Regions from separate parts of the Sus scrofa genome. Here all the other regions are linked to region 3. The links are chromatin contacts, called in public Hi-C maps. All regions are on one chromosome and are shown on one strand. Each heading gives the region's core, a stretch centred on a gene start, on an enhancer-like site or on the middle of the called end of the contact. The rest is flanking DNA. Distances are from core to core; before and after follow the strand shown.

Region 1 (4,298 bases), core at 1,668-4,167, 220 kb before region 3:
CAGCCTCCACTGGCTCCCCTGCATGAATGCTTCCCCCTCCCAGCCCCCCACCCCAGTAGACCTGGCTCAGCTGAGGGTCCTAGGGCAGGGAGAGAGGTATACCACTCTCAGACTTTTGGGCAGAGTCCCTGGGAGAGAAAGCAAGTATTGGGTGGGTGAAGTTACAGGCCCAGGCTAATCCCCATGGGCCTGTTCCCCTGCCTCAAGCAATCACCTCACTTTGTTCTGGGAAGGACACAGGAGGCGTTGTCCGCCTGAAGCCCCGTGTCCCCAAGTAGAAGAAGGTTGCTTGAGGGAGGCTGCACAGACCCAGGTTCAGAGGGGCCATGTCTCTGTCTCCCCAGGCAGCCCCCGCGACTGGCCCAAGGAGTGAGCAAGTGGGTTAAGAACGCAGCAGGACCCAGCGGGCGGGTTCAGGGAGGTGCTGAGCTCACAGGGGCCGGGAGAGGCCTGGCCCTCCACATGCCTGGGCCCTGACTCACTGCCCAGCACTGGCCGGACGCCCGGACCGCCTTGGCCCTGTGGCTTCCAGCCTGCACCCCCACCCCCGCCCCTGCCTGCTCTTCCTCCGAGAAACGACCTATCAGTGGCCACCAGCTCTTTCCCAAATTTTGGAGGCCAGCCAGGAGCCCACAGAGCGCTCGGCCAGCCTGGTTGAGGTGGGAGCAGGATTGGCAACCCCCAAACCCAGAGGTAATTGAGGAACCAAGGCCTTGCACCTGCATCACTAAGACCTGACCCCATGCGCTGCCTCCCCCCCCTCCACACCCGCTCCTCCTCCTGCACCCCCTCAGGCTAGCACCATCCCAAGCCAGTGGGGAGAAGCCATTTTTCACGAGGAGAAACTGAGGCACAGCCTGGTCCAGTCAGTTGCCCAAAGTCGCAGGACAATGACACCTTAGAAGGCTGAACTCACCAGTGGGGCCCTAGGGTCTGTGGAGGAGCATCTTGGTTTTTCAGGTGAGACACAGCCTCTGCGGCTCCTGTCCCTTGTCCCAGGTCACCCAGGTAGAAGGAAACCAAGCAAGGACTGGAACTCAGGAGTGTGCTTGGTGGAGACCTACCTACTGGGCAATGAAAAACCAAAATAACAAGTTCTAGATACTTTAAAATCACCAGTGATCAGCGGTTGCCATATATCCACACACCTGGCCAGTCTGGCTTATATTGGTGGTGCTCATATTGGTTATTGGTGCTTATATTAGTTATTGGTGTTTCTGGGGAAAATTCCCCAGGGTATGTGGAAGTCAAGAGGCTGAACCTCTCAAGCAGACCTCTGGCAAGTTTGGTGGGCCGAGGCTGGGGAGAGGCTGGGAGAACTGGTCACAGGGGAGTGACACAGACATGACAGTGCTTGGACCACTCTCAGGAAGGCACCAGGAGGCACCAGCCTCCCCAGCTGACTCAGAAGTGTGTACTGGGTAACCGTGAGCCACACTCCAGTGGATGCCATGAGCAGGTGCTGTGTGCCGGCTTCCAGTGTCCTTACAGGTGATCAAACAAGCATAGAGATGGCAAGCTATTTGTGGAAGGTTTCACAGCTGATGGGTGGCAGAGCCCGCATTAGAGCTGGATCCACAACTTGTACTCTCTTTTTTTTTGTTTTGTTTTTTTTTTTTTCTCTTTTTGCCATTTCTTGGGCCGCTCCTGTGGCATATGGAGGTTCCCAGGCTAGGGGTTGAATCGGAGCTGTAGCCGCCGGCCTACGCCAGAGCCACAGCAACGCAGGATCTGAGCCAAGTCTGCCACCTACACCACAGCTCACGGCAACGCTGGAACCTTAACCCACTGAGCAAGGCCAGGGACCGAACCCTCAACCTCATGGTTCCTAGTCAGATTTGTTAACCACTGAGCCACGACGGGAACTCCCCACAACTTGTACTCTTAACCCAGACCTATGATTGAGATCATCTCAGTGATAAAGCTGTAACTGTTTGGGTGATGCCTCTATGGGAGGCCCAGGGAGAGAGAAGTCATTTGAGCCCAGATAGACCAGAGTCCCTGGGAATAAAAATGTGGAGACTGGAGTTCCCGACTAGGAACCATGAGGTTGCGAGTTCAATCCCTGATCTTGCTCAGTGGGTTAAGGATCCAGCGTTGCCGTGAGCTGTGGTGTAGGTTGCAGACGGGGCTCAGATCTGGCGTTGCTGTGGCTAAGGTGTAGGCCGGTGGCTTCAGCTCCGATTCAACCCCTAGCCTGGGAATCTCCATATGCCACAGATGTGGCCTTAGAAAAAGACAAAAAAAAAAAAAAAAAAAAAAAAAAAAATGTGGAGACAGTGATCCTTGCAGGGGGAACAGTAAATGCAAAAGGTAGGTGTTCAGAGGCAGCCGAGGGGCCAGCATGGAGAGGACCACAAGGCCACAGGGCTGGATCATGCCAGGCCTGCAGTCCTCAATGAGACATGAGGAGGATTTTCGGATTGGGGAGGGGCCCCAGAGTTGGGGCTTGGGGAAAGGGAAGCCTGACAGTGGCCTCTTGACACACGTCATGGTGCAGAGCCCAGTGGACTAGGGGGCTAGTCTCACTGAACCCCCAAGCTCCCCCCTCCATCCCACTCACAGCCATGTGTACAGCGTGGGAGAGGAGGCAGGGGTGAGCAGAGCAGCTGTGCTGGGGAGGAGCCCCTTCACCCAGGGCAGGAGTCAGTGCTGAAACCTGAGCTGCCTGGAGGGGAGGCAGGACAGGTCCCAGGAGTCCTGGAGGCTGTCCCCGCACTGGCCTCCACTCCCGGACACACGCTGCTGCCCTGCTTGGTGGGGTGGATGATCTGACCAGTGACCGCTCAAACTCCAACTCTCAGCTGCTCTCTCATCCCTTCATCAACAAGGGAATTCACTTCCTGGGGGAGGGGAGAGGGCTCAGATGGGGGAGGGGCCGGCATGGGGACAGCTCTCCCCCCCTTTCCTCCCTCCCTTCCTGCCCCCCCTTCCCTCCCACGGACCTGGGCTCAGCCCAGCAGGCTCCAGCCTGACTCACCACAGGCAGCTGTGGTTTCGGATGCCGGGCTGGGGGCGGCAGAGGACACGAGTTGGGGCGACAGGCTTGGGGGAGCAGTTTCCTCCCACTGTCCAGCCGGTCCTGGCCAGAGCTGTTGAGCCGGTGGAGAGGGGGAGGTCAGGGTCCCTCATGCCTGCACCTTGTTCTCTAGGTCCAGTCTGCTCCCCACCCCTTTGTGGGGCTGGGCCCACCGACCAGCTCCAAGTGACATTCACACCTTTCCCTAGGGGACCCCACTGGAGCACAGAGAGGACCACCACCAGGCTGCCCCCACCCCCCTGCGCGCCCTCGGGCTCCTGGAGGAGAGAGGCAAATGGGGGTTGGGTCCCACTAGGAATTGCGGGAGCCCAGCCCTGTGACCCAGTCTCCATTTTCCCATCCCTAAAATGGGCTTTGGGCTTGTCCCCTACTTAGGCAGCAGAGGAGTTAACCCCCCAAAAGCATTTGCTTTTATTTGTCCTGAGGTTCTAATCCTGAGTGTCTGTGTCACACTCAGTGCCATGAAGGGGGTGCCTGCCGAAGGATTTCAGTAACTACCCGCTCCCTTAATGGAAAATTGCCTAGGCCAGAGACCAGAAGCTTCCATCACCTCTGGCCTCTCCCAGACTCTGCCTCACTTCGGGACCTCCTAAGTTCTGCCCCACCCGCCCCTGGCGGCACCCTCGGCCCCTCCAGCGTGCCTGGCCACTCAGGCTCATTTGTCCAGTTTGCCACACGGCTGAGCATGAAGTCAGTCAATCAAACAATTATCGACCGTCCGTGTGTGCAGGCCCCGGACACTTCCTGTGCGGTCTGCTCAGCTTTCGCCCCCAGAGGCATTTTGGAACCTTCCCAGGACAAAAGGCGGAAGGAAGGAAGGAAGTGCCACCCAGTGGACACAGAAAAGATAACAGTCCCTGCGGCTCCTGGTGCTTCTCTCCACCAGATCGCCTGGCACTCGCCAAGCTGGGGAGGTGGAGATCAGCAACGCCGCCACTTCACTTGGGGAAACTGAGGCTCTGATGGATCCAAGGTCATCCAGCTCAACCCAGGCCGCCTGGCCCAGTATGTGCTCTTTCTTCCCACATTGGCCCCACACTCCGGGTCTTTTGCTCCTGGGCCCATCACTGCCATCTCTCAGTCCACTCTGTAAGGCAGGGAAACCCCATTTCACAGGTCCCGCTGGGTTCAGCCCACGGAGGGTACTGGTGGAAGGGGTCCTGGAGGTGGGGAGAGGCCTGAGTCTGCCATGGACCGGTCTCCAAGGTTCCCATAGCTCCTGGGCTCCGGGAGCAGGGCATCTTCCTCTGCTGTTATT
Region 2 (4,092 bases), core at 1,285-3,784, 170 kb before region 3:
GTTTCTATCACTGTTCACCACTGGTTACTTCCAGTGTCTGAGCAATACGTGATCATTTACTTGCTGGACAGAGGGGCAGGATGTGGATGCACTAGTGTTAACACACTAGATGTGGAATGTGAAAGGCTGTCAAAGCAAGGCGCACACAAGGCACCTAAAATTGGGTCCTATCAGGAGAGGAACTCTTACACCTAAGAGCGGGAACATCCTGGACAAATGAGGTACATATTTTCCCTTAGAGGTTTGCAGTCTCAAAAAACATTCTCCCTAATCTTTTGCCGGTGTTGCTCTGGAAAAAAAATATGCCCAGCAATGACCATGAATCACCTAGGTGGGGCATGTTGTTAGAACAGACACAACTCTTAGTGGGACCACTCTGCTTTCTCCGTTTGGGTGTGTCTCTGGCATACTCCACACACAACTGTTAACTGATTTTGATCTGGCAAAGCAGGCAAGTTAAGATCTGCAACTACTTCCATTCCCCAAGGAAACAGACAAGACACTCCCACCCACTCCACCTCCACCCCCAGTCACTACTCAGGGCAAATGTGGAGTAGCCAGGGCTGCTACAAACAGACCTCATCCTACATCATCTTGTTAACACCAGAAATAAGGAGTAACTGTCAGCTATTAGGAGTCTGGGGAAGATGTCAGGACTCAAGAGCCTCCTTGAGAACAAAATATACCAGACTCTCAGGCCCCACAGGGAAAGAGGAAACTATGACAAGCAACACATCTTGCTCAAGACTTCACTGCCATTACTTTTTCTTAGGAAGAAGTGGATCAACGTGTGAAACACAGATTAATCAAGTGCGTCTTGACTAAACCATACTACCTCCGCTTCACACAACTGGGTGGCCGAATTATTATAATAATCCTCTGCCATGTGGCTACAACCTCCCTTCCTTTCCTCCCAGAGGAAACTGATGTGTCACGGGCACTGATTCCAAGAGTTCAAAGGTCTCGCCTCAAAGCCCCCCCTCCACCCTGTCAATAAAAAGACAGCTTCCTGCATCCTGTTAATCAGACCATCCCAAGCCTTTTCTACGCCCAGCTGGTTGTAAGTAGAAAAAAGACATTCTCTATAATCCAGAGCCAGGTCAAATGCCTCTAGCAGCCAATGGATAACTAAGGATCCTGCACCAAGCAGCCTCTTGCCCAAACCTAAATTTCAAACCCTCTAACACGAAAGGTCGTCTTGTAGGCAGCTCGGCTGAACCCATTTATCCTCTCTGAACAAACAAGGCAAGCTGAGGGGTCCATCCAGTCCCTGATACTCAGTCCCTGCCCCAGCACGGCTGGAGGTCTCCGCGAAAGTGCTCTTCGCGTCCGCTCAAGGAGTGGTATTAGTTCCTTAGGAACAGTTTCAGCCTGGAGAGGAACCGAAGCCTTGAGGGTGTCCCGGGCGAACCCAGCGAGGGCAGCCGCGAGGACAAAGTGCGGACAGAGGCCACGCCACCGATCGCAGAAGAAACCGAGGCATTCGCCGACGGGGCCCAGGCGCTCAGCAGGAGCCTCGTCCAGGCTCATGGAGCTTCTCCAGGGGCCCAAAACCTGCTCCCTCTTTTGTGACAGGAGCCTGGGATGAACCCCAGGAATCTCCTTCGACCTCACCCAGAACCAGGTGCCGCGGCGTGGTACCCCAGCCACGCCCCGCGCCGCGCGCGCTTCTCTGCCGCCATTGGCCAAGGGGAGTGGCTCGAGGCTCGCCTGTTCGAGTAGTGCCCAATAGCAGCCCGAGGGCGGGCCCGCGGGGCTGAAGGCGGGGCAGGAGGCGGTGGCCCGGGGCGGAAGCGTGGTTCCGGGACGATTCTGGGTGCCCTCGGCTCTGTTCTGGGAGCCAGCATCCCTTTCGGACAGCACAAAGCTAATTGGGCCGCCGTCGTAACCCCTGCAGGCGAAAAGGATGCAGAGGGAAGGATCCGGGGGAAGCGCTCGGCAGGGACCTCGAGGCTGAGCAATAGGGTTTTGGATCACCCTCACCCTAGAATAACTCTGAGAGGGAGAGCTCTCTCCCCACAGGGGTGGAGATCCGCGTACCGTGCTCTAAGATAAGGGGGACCTGCATCGAGTGGAAACTTGTGGGAAAGCCACACCATGTTTTCCCTGACTCCCCCAGAGCCTCCAGACCCCCTAAACTCTCGCGCCCCCCTTAGAGCCCCCTCCAACCACGTAAGAATGACTTCGTGCCATTTTCCCACAAGTCTGCCAAGGATACAGTGATTTTTAGTTCTCCACCCCCTAAAAAAAAAAATTACTAAGAGGCTCCCCGAGTTCGGGAGCTAACCTCCAAGCCGCGAGAGCTTCTGGAGCCAGACTTACCTGCAGCTGCCACCGCAGCAATGAGCAAGGCGACAGCCCATCGCAGGACCCAGCCCGTGGACTTCATGCTTCCAGCCTCCGCCTGCAGCTCCCTGGCCCGGGCTCCTGTTCACTGTGTGCGCTCTTGAAATCCGGGCTTCGCGCGGCCCGGACGCGACTGCACGCGGGGCCCCAGTCATTTGCAGCATTTCAATGTGAGGTTTCTCGTAGAGGGAGGAGTTTGCATGGGGTGATTTTCAAATATCTTCACCTCACTGCAAGAGGAGGAGTTTCGGGAGGAGGAGTTTCGAACGGCTGATGTGACATGGGATCCTTAACCCGTGAAGCCCTGACTCGGATTCCAGTCTTTTCCAAAGCCGCTCTGGGATGGGCTGCTAGATGTGTCGATTTTGGTGGCACAAGAACTAAGCCCCCGACCCCCAGCCCAAAATGGAAACGCGCGTCAGCTGAAGGGTATCCCTTAAATTTCTCTCAATTTTTAATTGTTACATCCTCTTTGGTGTCCAAAGTTAACATCCATCTGTCCTTCCAAATGGTTTTGGCCAATGACATCTCCCCTCTGACTAGAAATATTGGAAACTTACCCCCCACACACACCCCCTTCTCTACTTGGCCTTTTCCTTTCTAGGAATTGTTTATAGATTTTAACCATTTCGTCATATATAGTTTTAGAGAGTTCTTCCACATCGCCCCATAATCAATGAGAGTTAAATAAAATCATCTTGAAAGAACGCCCCAAAACTGATTTTGTTTTATGGGATCCAGCGCTCAGATGAATTTTGAGCAAAAACATCTCTAAAATCAACTGACCCACTACTTGGGGTCTGGATATAAATATTGATTTATCCTTTTAGGAGAAGGAGTTGAACAAACAGAGAAGCCACTTCCTCTCCTCTGAGCAAAATCAAAACAAAATAGAGCTTTCAGAGCTGAACCTGATTGCTTAGACCACAGAGGGCTGTTGGAAAACAGCTTTTAAGAATCAGGGAGTCTTCAGTGTTGCCGCAGCTACACAGCTGCCGCTTGGATTCAATCCCTGGCCCAGGAATTTCCCTATGCTGCAGGTATAGCCATAAAAATTTTTTTCAATAAAAATACATGAATGAATGCACAAAAAGCTATGGAGGAGAAATCTCTCAGAGTACTAAGGAGAGTTATCTTTGGGCAGTGACATTTTTTGTTTACCTCTATTTTTCTTGAGCTATCTATATTGTTCATGTATTCTCACCATGCTCAAAAATAAACCTTTTGAAACTAAGAAAAAAATAATTAAAATAATTAAAATCATAAAGATTTTCTTCACATTAAAAAAATAAATAAATCAGGGAGTCTCTTTTGGGATCCATGCACTTACCAGCGGCCCCTTGCCAAAAAAGCCTCCCACAAAGGGTCTGGCAGTTTTGGAGGTTTACTTCAGGAATGAGCAGAGATCTCTAAGGTTTTACAAACTGAGCTTAGCTGGGCAAACTAACCTTTCAGCAGGCTTACAGGGAAACCCAGCAGAGAAGTCAGAAAAGAAGTATAAGGGGCACAATTGAATCCTTGGGGAGAAAAATAGCGATTAATCCAGAAGAAGAAACTTACAAAGTGTTTGGCAGTAAAGAGCCCCAGATTCTGAATCAGACGGACCTCAGGCAAATAACTTAGCTTTGCCAATAAATCAAGGCTGATAAAATAAATATGGGGAGGAAATGCCTGCTTCCCTTATTTGGCAGGTTCATTATCAGGGTCAAAACGAGCTCATTAGCAATACCTGGAGAAATTTACAAG
Region 3 (4,349 bases), core at 646-3,145:
GCCTTGCTCAGTGGGTTAAGGACCTGGCGTGGTTGTGGCTGTGGTGTAGGCTGGCAGCTATAGCTCTGATTAGACCCCTAGCCTGGGAACCCTCATATGCTGCAGGTGCGGCCCTAAAAAGCAAAAACAAAAAAAAAGAAAAGGAAATTGCCTTCTATCTACTTCTCAGAGAACTGTTAGCTCCCTCCTGACCACTGATACATGTGACTTACCAAAATTTGGTTTACCTTTAACTTTTCAGGGACATGCGACCTAAAAAGAAAGAAATACCTCATGTGGGGCTGCCTGGTGCACCTTCCTTGTAGGGCTCTCCTGATGCACTTGGTCAGAATTGAGTCCACATGTAAATACCATTGACCCTTGAACAACATAGCTCTGAACTGTGTGGATTCACTTACACGCAGTTTTTTTTTTTTTTTTTTTTTTCAGCAGTAAATACTACGGAACCACACCAGGCAAGGTTGGATCAGTCTGAGGATCTGGAACCTCGGATATCTGGGAGCCGTCATTTGTGCTAATGAATAGCAGTTGGTATCAGCCACTGGATTCTGCCCGAGATGGAGCAAGGGACACAGCACCCTTGTAGCCGCCCTGCTGGAAATCTCAAAAGGGCAAATCCAGGACTTCTGCTATAGCTTGGCAGCGAGTTCTCCAGAAACGCCAACTGGTAGGTTCTATGAACTCGAGACAGCCTCTGCAGGATGCCTGTGCCTCCTCAGCTCTGAGTAAGATTCCAAGACCAAAGTACCACATCTGTTTTTCAACCCCTGATGATGTGATTGATTCAGATCTTGATGAAAAATGATAAAGCCATCAGCTGGAAGGCTGATAGGGAACCTCACGGGAGGGACCACTTTGGCAGTGGGACATGCAGACCTACCATGCCTCCTTATGTCTGTGTCGTCAGCCAGAGCACCCCCTGAGCTAGAACTTGCTGGAAGAGTTGAATGTGATTCTAATAAATCCTCTTGAGTTGTGGTTCTCAGACCTGGCTGATGATCAGCATCACCTGGAGAGACTGAAAACCTGGGGTCACCTGGGACCCAGGCCAGGATGTTGACTTAACTGGCCTAGATGGTTCATGTTTCCCAGGTGGACCCCACGTGGAGGCTATTCTGAGTTGAGAGCTAATTTACAGGAACTCCAGGGGGTGGGGGAGATGAGGGAACACACTGAATGCCACAACAAACCAGCCCATCCAGTAGGTGGGCTGCATCTCAAGGCGCTTGAGCCCATTTCTGTGTTTCTGCAGCAGGTCAAAGGTAAGTGTGTCTGGTGGGGGGACGGGGCGGACTTCTCTAGATTAAAAGAGACTTAAAAGACTCAACCACAAAATACAACTGTGTGGACCTTGTTTGGATCTGGATTCAAACAAACCAAAGTATAAAAAGACATTTTGAGGAGTTCCCTGGTGGCCTAGAGGGTGAAGGCTCTGGCATTGTCACTGCTGTGGTGTGTGTTTGATCCCTGTCCCAGGAACTTCCACATGCTACGGGCAAGGCCAAGGGAGGAAAAAAACATTTTGAAACTGTCAGGGAAATGTGACAGTAGACTGGCATCAGTTTAAGAAGACCTTATGCTTCAGGTCCCAGCAAGTCTGGAAAAGCTCACTGGGCAGGCTCAGGGTGATGTGGCTGGTGGCGCTGAGGTAAAGCCAGGATTAGGGTGAGACACCAAGGCATGAAATGTAAGGAGGCATTTCCTCTTGGAAATATTCCACACTCAACCCCGGCACGGAGTGCTCATTAAATTCTGTGCTCTAGGCATCTAGCTTACCCTAGACCAGGTCTCAGTACCTTGGGCTCCCAAACAATTCCTAGAAAACGAGGGGAGTAGCAAGCTTCTAGGGCTGACCAGGCAATCCTGCCCCTCCCTGCACTCTGAGGAGAGGGGGCTCGTCTCAAGGGAAGGGGCGGCCTCTGCTAACAACGTAGGTGCAAATTCCAGGGATGGATTTGGTCCTTCTTTGCAGCCCTGCTGTCGGCCCCATCTATCTATGGTCTCTAAAGAACAATAAACGTATCTGTGTGCAGACTGTTCTGCCTGGACTTCAGCCTCCCTAAACAAAAGCAAGCGTCCCCACAGGAGCCCGGTCAGGAGGAGCCAGCTAGCTTCGCTGAGGACCTCTGGTGCCCTCTGCTGGTCACTCTAATTATAACATCCAGCCCTGAGACAAACTGGAGGGCCAGCTCCTGGACTGTCCTAGAAAGCTCAAGTAATTAAAGCTAATTAAGAATAAATCTTAAAAGAGAGAACTGGAAAATGTTCATGTTAGATCCAAGTGTCGCTTTATTTCACGAGACAAATATACCCAGTCTCTCTGGGTCTCGCATTTACAAGGCACTCCCCTGGGGGGCCCTGCCGGGCTGCAGGTAAGGCTAAGAGGTTGTGGTCCCTTCACTAGCCAGGCAGGGCAGGGCAGGGTGTGGATCAGAGCCGCAGACTTCCCCCCTTGGCCACACTGAGCATCTACTAGGTACCAAGTGTTTTCTGGTGGTTGATTTTTCTAACAACCCCAAGCAGATTGGACTCCTATTTACAGGTAAGGAATTTGAGGGGTAGAAAAGGCACTTCACCTGTGCTGTGTCGCTCCCAAAGGTACTAAGTGGAAAAGCTGAGATTCAGACACTTTATTATTAACTGTAGTCACTATGCTGAACACGACATTCCCATGACTTTTTTTTTTCTTTTTTTTTTTTGTCTTTTTGTCATTTCTTGGGCCGCTCCCACGGCATATGGAGGTTCCCAGGCTAGGGGTCGAATCGGAGCTGTAGCCACCGGCCTGTGCCACAGCCACAGCAACGCGGGATCTGAGCCACATCTTCGACCTACACCACAGCTCACGGCAACGCCGGATCGTTAACCCACTGAGCAAAGGCAGGGACCGAACCCGCAACCTCATGGTTCCTAGTCGGATTCCTTAACCACTGCGCCACGACAGGAACTCCCTGTGACTTTCTTCATAAGAGGAAGTTTGTACCTTTTGGTCGACTTCACCCACTTTTACCCAACCCACAGCCTCTGCCAGCCACCAATCTGTTCCCTGCACCTATGAGCTATTCTTTTTCAATTTTTTAACTTTTTTTTTTTCGTCTTTTGTCTTTTGAAGGCCGCACCCACTCCATATGGAGGTTCCAACCAGACTAGGGATCTAATTGGAGCTGTGGGCGCCAGCCTACACCACAGCCACTGCAACACCAGATCAGAGCTGCATCTGCGACCTACACCAGAGCTCACGGTAACGCCAGATCCTTAACCCACTGAGCAAGGCCAGGGATCGAACCTACAACCTCATGGTTCCTACTGTGCCACGACGGGAACTCCTTTACTTTCTTTTTCTCTAAGTTTCCACGTATGCGATCATATGGCATTTGTCTTTCTCTGTCTGTCTTATTTCACTTAGCATAAGTGAAATACCACCTATGTGGTTTCATAAGTCCATCCATGTTGTTTCAAATGGAAGATTTCCTTTTTTAAAAGTTAATATTACATATATTTTATAATATAAACATATATAAATATATAGGAGATCCCATTGTGGTGCTGTGGAAACGAATCCAACTAGGAACCATGAGTTTGAGGGTCCGATCCTTGACCTCGCTCATTGGGTTAAGGATCTGGCGTTGCTGTGGCTGTGGTGTAGGCCGGCAGCTGCAACACCAATTAGAACCCTAGCCTCGGAACCTCCATATGCCCCACCGGAGCAGCCCTAAAGCAAAAAATATATACACATATCTATACACACAATATATATGCATATATTGCACATCTTCATTTTCCTTTTTGGCTTTTTTTGTCATTTTAGGGCCACACCTGCAGCATATGGAGGTTAGAATCAGAGCTGTAGCTGCCAGCCTTTGCTGCAGCCACAGCAACTTGGGATCTGAGCCACATCTGCAACCTACACCACAGCTCATGGCAACACCAGATCCCTAACCCACTGCGAGAGGCCAGGGATCTAACCCTTGTCCTCATGGACACTAGTCGGGTTCATTAATCTCTGAGCCACAAGGGGAACTCCCACATCTTCTTTACATGTTCATCTGTTAATGGGTACTTAGGTTGCTTCCTTATCTCGGCTGTTGTAAATAATGCTGCAGTGAACATTGGGGTGCATGTATCTTCTCAAATTAGTGTTTTCCTTTTCTTCATGTAAATATTCAGAAGAGGAATTGCTGGATCATATGGCAGTTCTATCTTTTAATTTTTTAAGAACCTCCATACTGTTTTCTATACTAGCTATACTAATTTATATTCCACCCACCAACACTGCACAAGAGTTCCCTTTTCTCTACATCCCGGGCAACACCTTTTTTTCTTTTGGCCACACACGCAGCATGTGGACGTTT

What was found. A called contact is a pair of places that touch in the nucleus more often than the background predicts.
Region 1: a Hi-C map of embryonic fibroblasts shows a contact between it and region 3, with 2.4 times the contacts expected there. The contact joins two enhancer-like sites. A contact is called at or near these places in 5 of 47 Hi-C or Micro-C datasets (embryonic fibroblasts, psoas muscle, skeletal muscle and 1 more).
Region 2: a Hi-C map of embryonic fibroblasts shows a contact between it and region 3, with 1.8 times the contacts expected there. The contact joins the promoter of LDLR here to the enhancer-like site in region 3. A contact is called at or near these places in 1 of 5 promoter capture datasets (fetal liver), 4 of 47 Hi-C or Micro-C datasets (embryonic fibroblasts, fetal heart ventricle, heart right ventricle and 1 more) and 2 of 2 datasets of contacts at active chromatin or transcription factors (alveolar macrophages and skeletal muscle).

Annotation. Positions count from the first base shown.
Region 1 is chr2:69,877,905-69,882,202 of Sscrofa11.1, reverse strand. No RefSeq gene overlaps it. Among named protein-coding and RNA genes, the nearest start is that of SPC24, 10 kb to the left of the region's middle. Within about 2 kb of position 2,917, at least 48 of the 83 cell types and tissues checked have an H3K27ac peak or open chromatin away from gene starts, as enhancers often do. A contact at or near this core is called in embryonic fibroblasts, where this site is marked.
Region 2 is chr2:69,826,825-69,830,916 of Sscrofa11.1, reverse strand. It overlaps LDLR (low density lipoprotein receptor), which reads right to left and starts at 2,534. Exons shown (of 18, transcript NM_001206354.2): 1 at 2,323-2,534. The coding sequence starts at 2,389.
Region 3 is chr2:69,658,372-69,662,720 of Sscrofa11.1, reverse strand. LOC110259342 (a long non-coding RNA gene) reads left to right here. Exons shown (of 2, transcript XR_002341646.1): 2 at 430-1,335. Among named protein-coding and RNA genes, the nearest start is that of YIPF2, 11 kb to the right of the region's middle. Within about 2 kb of position 1,895, at least 17 of the 83 cell types and tissues checked have an H3K27ac peak or open chromatin away from gene starts, as enhancers often do. A contact at or near this core is called in embryonic fibroblasts, where this site is marked.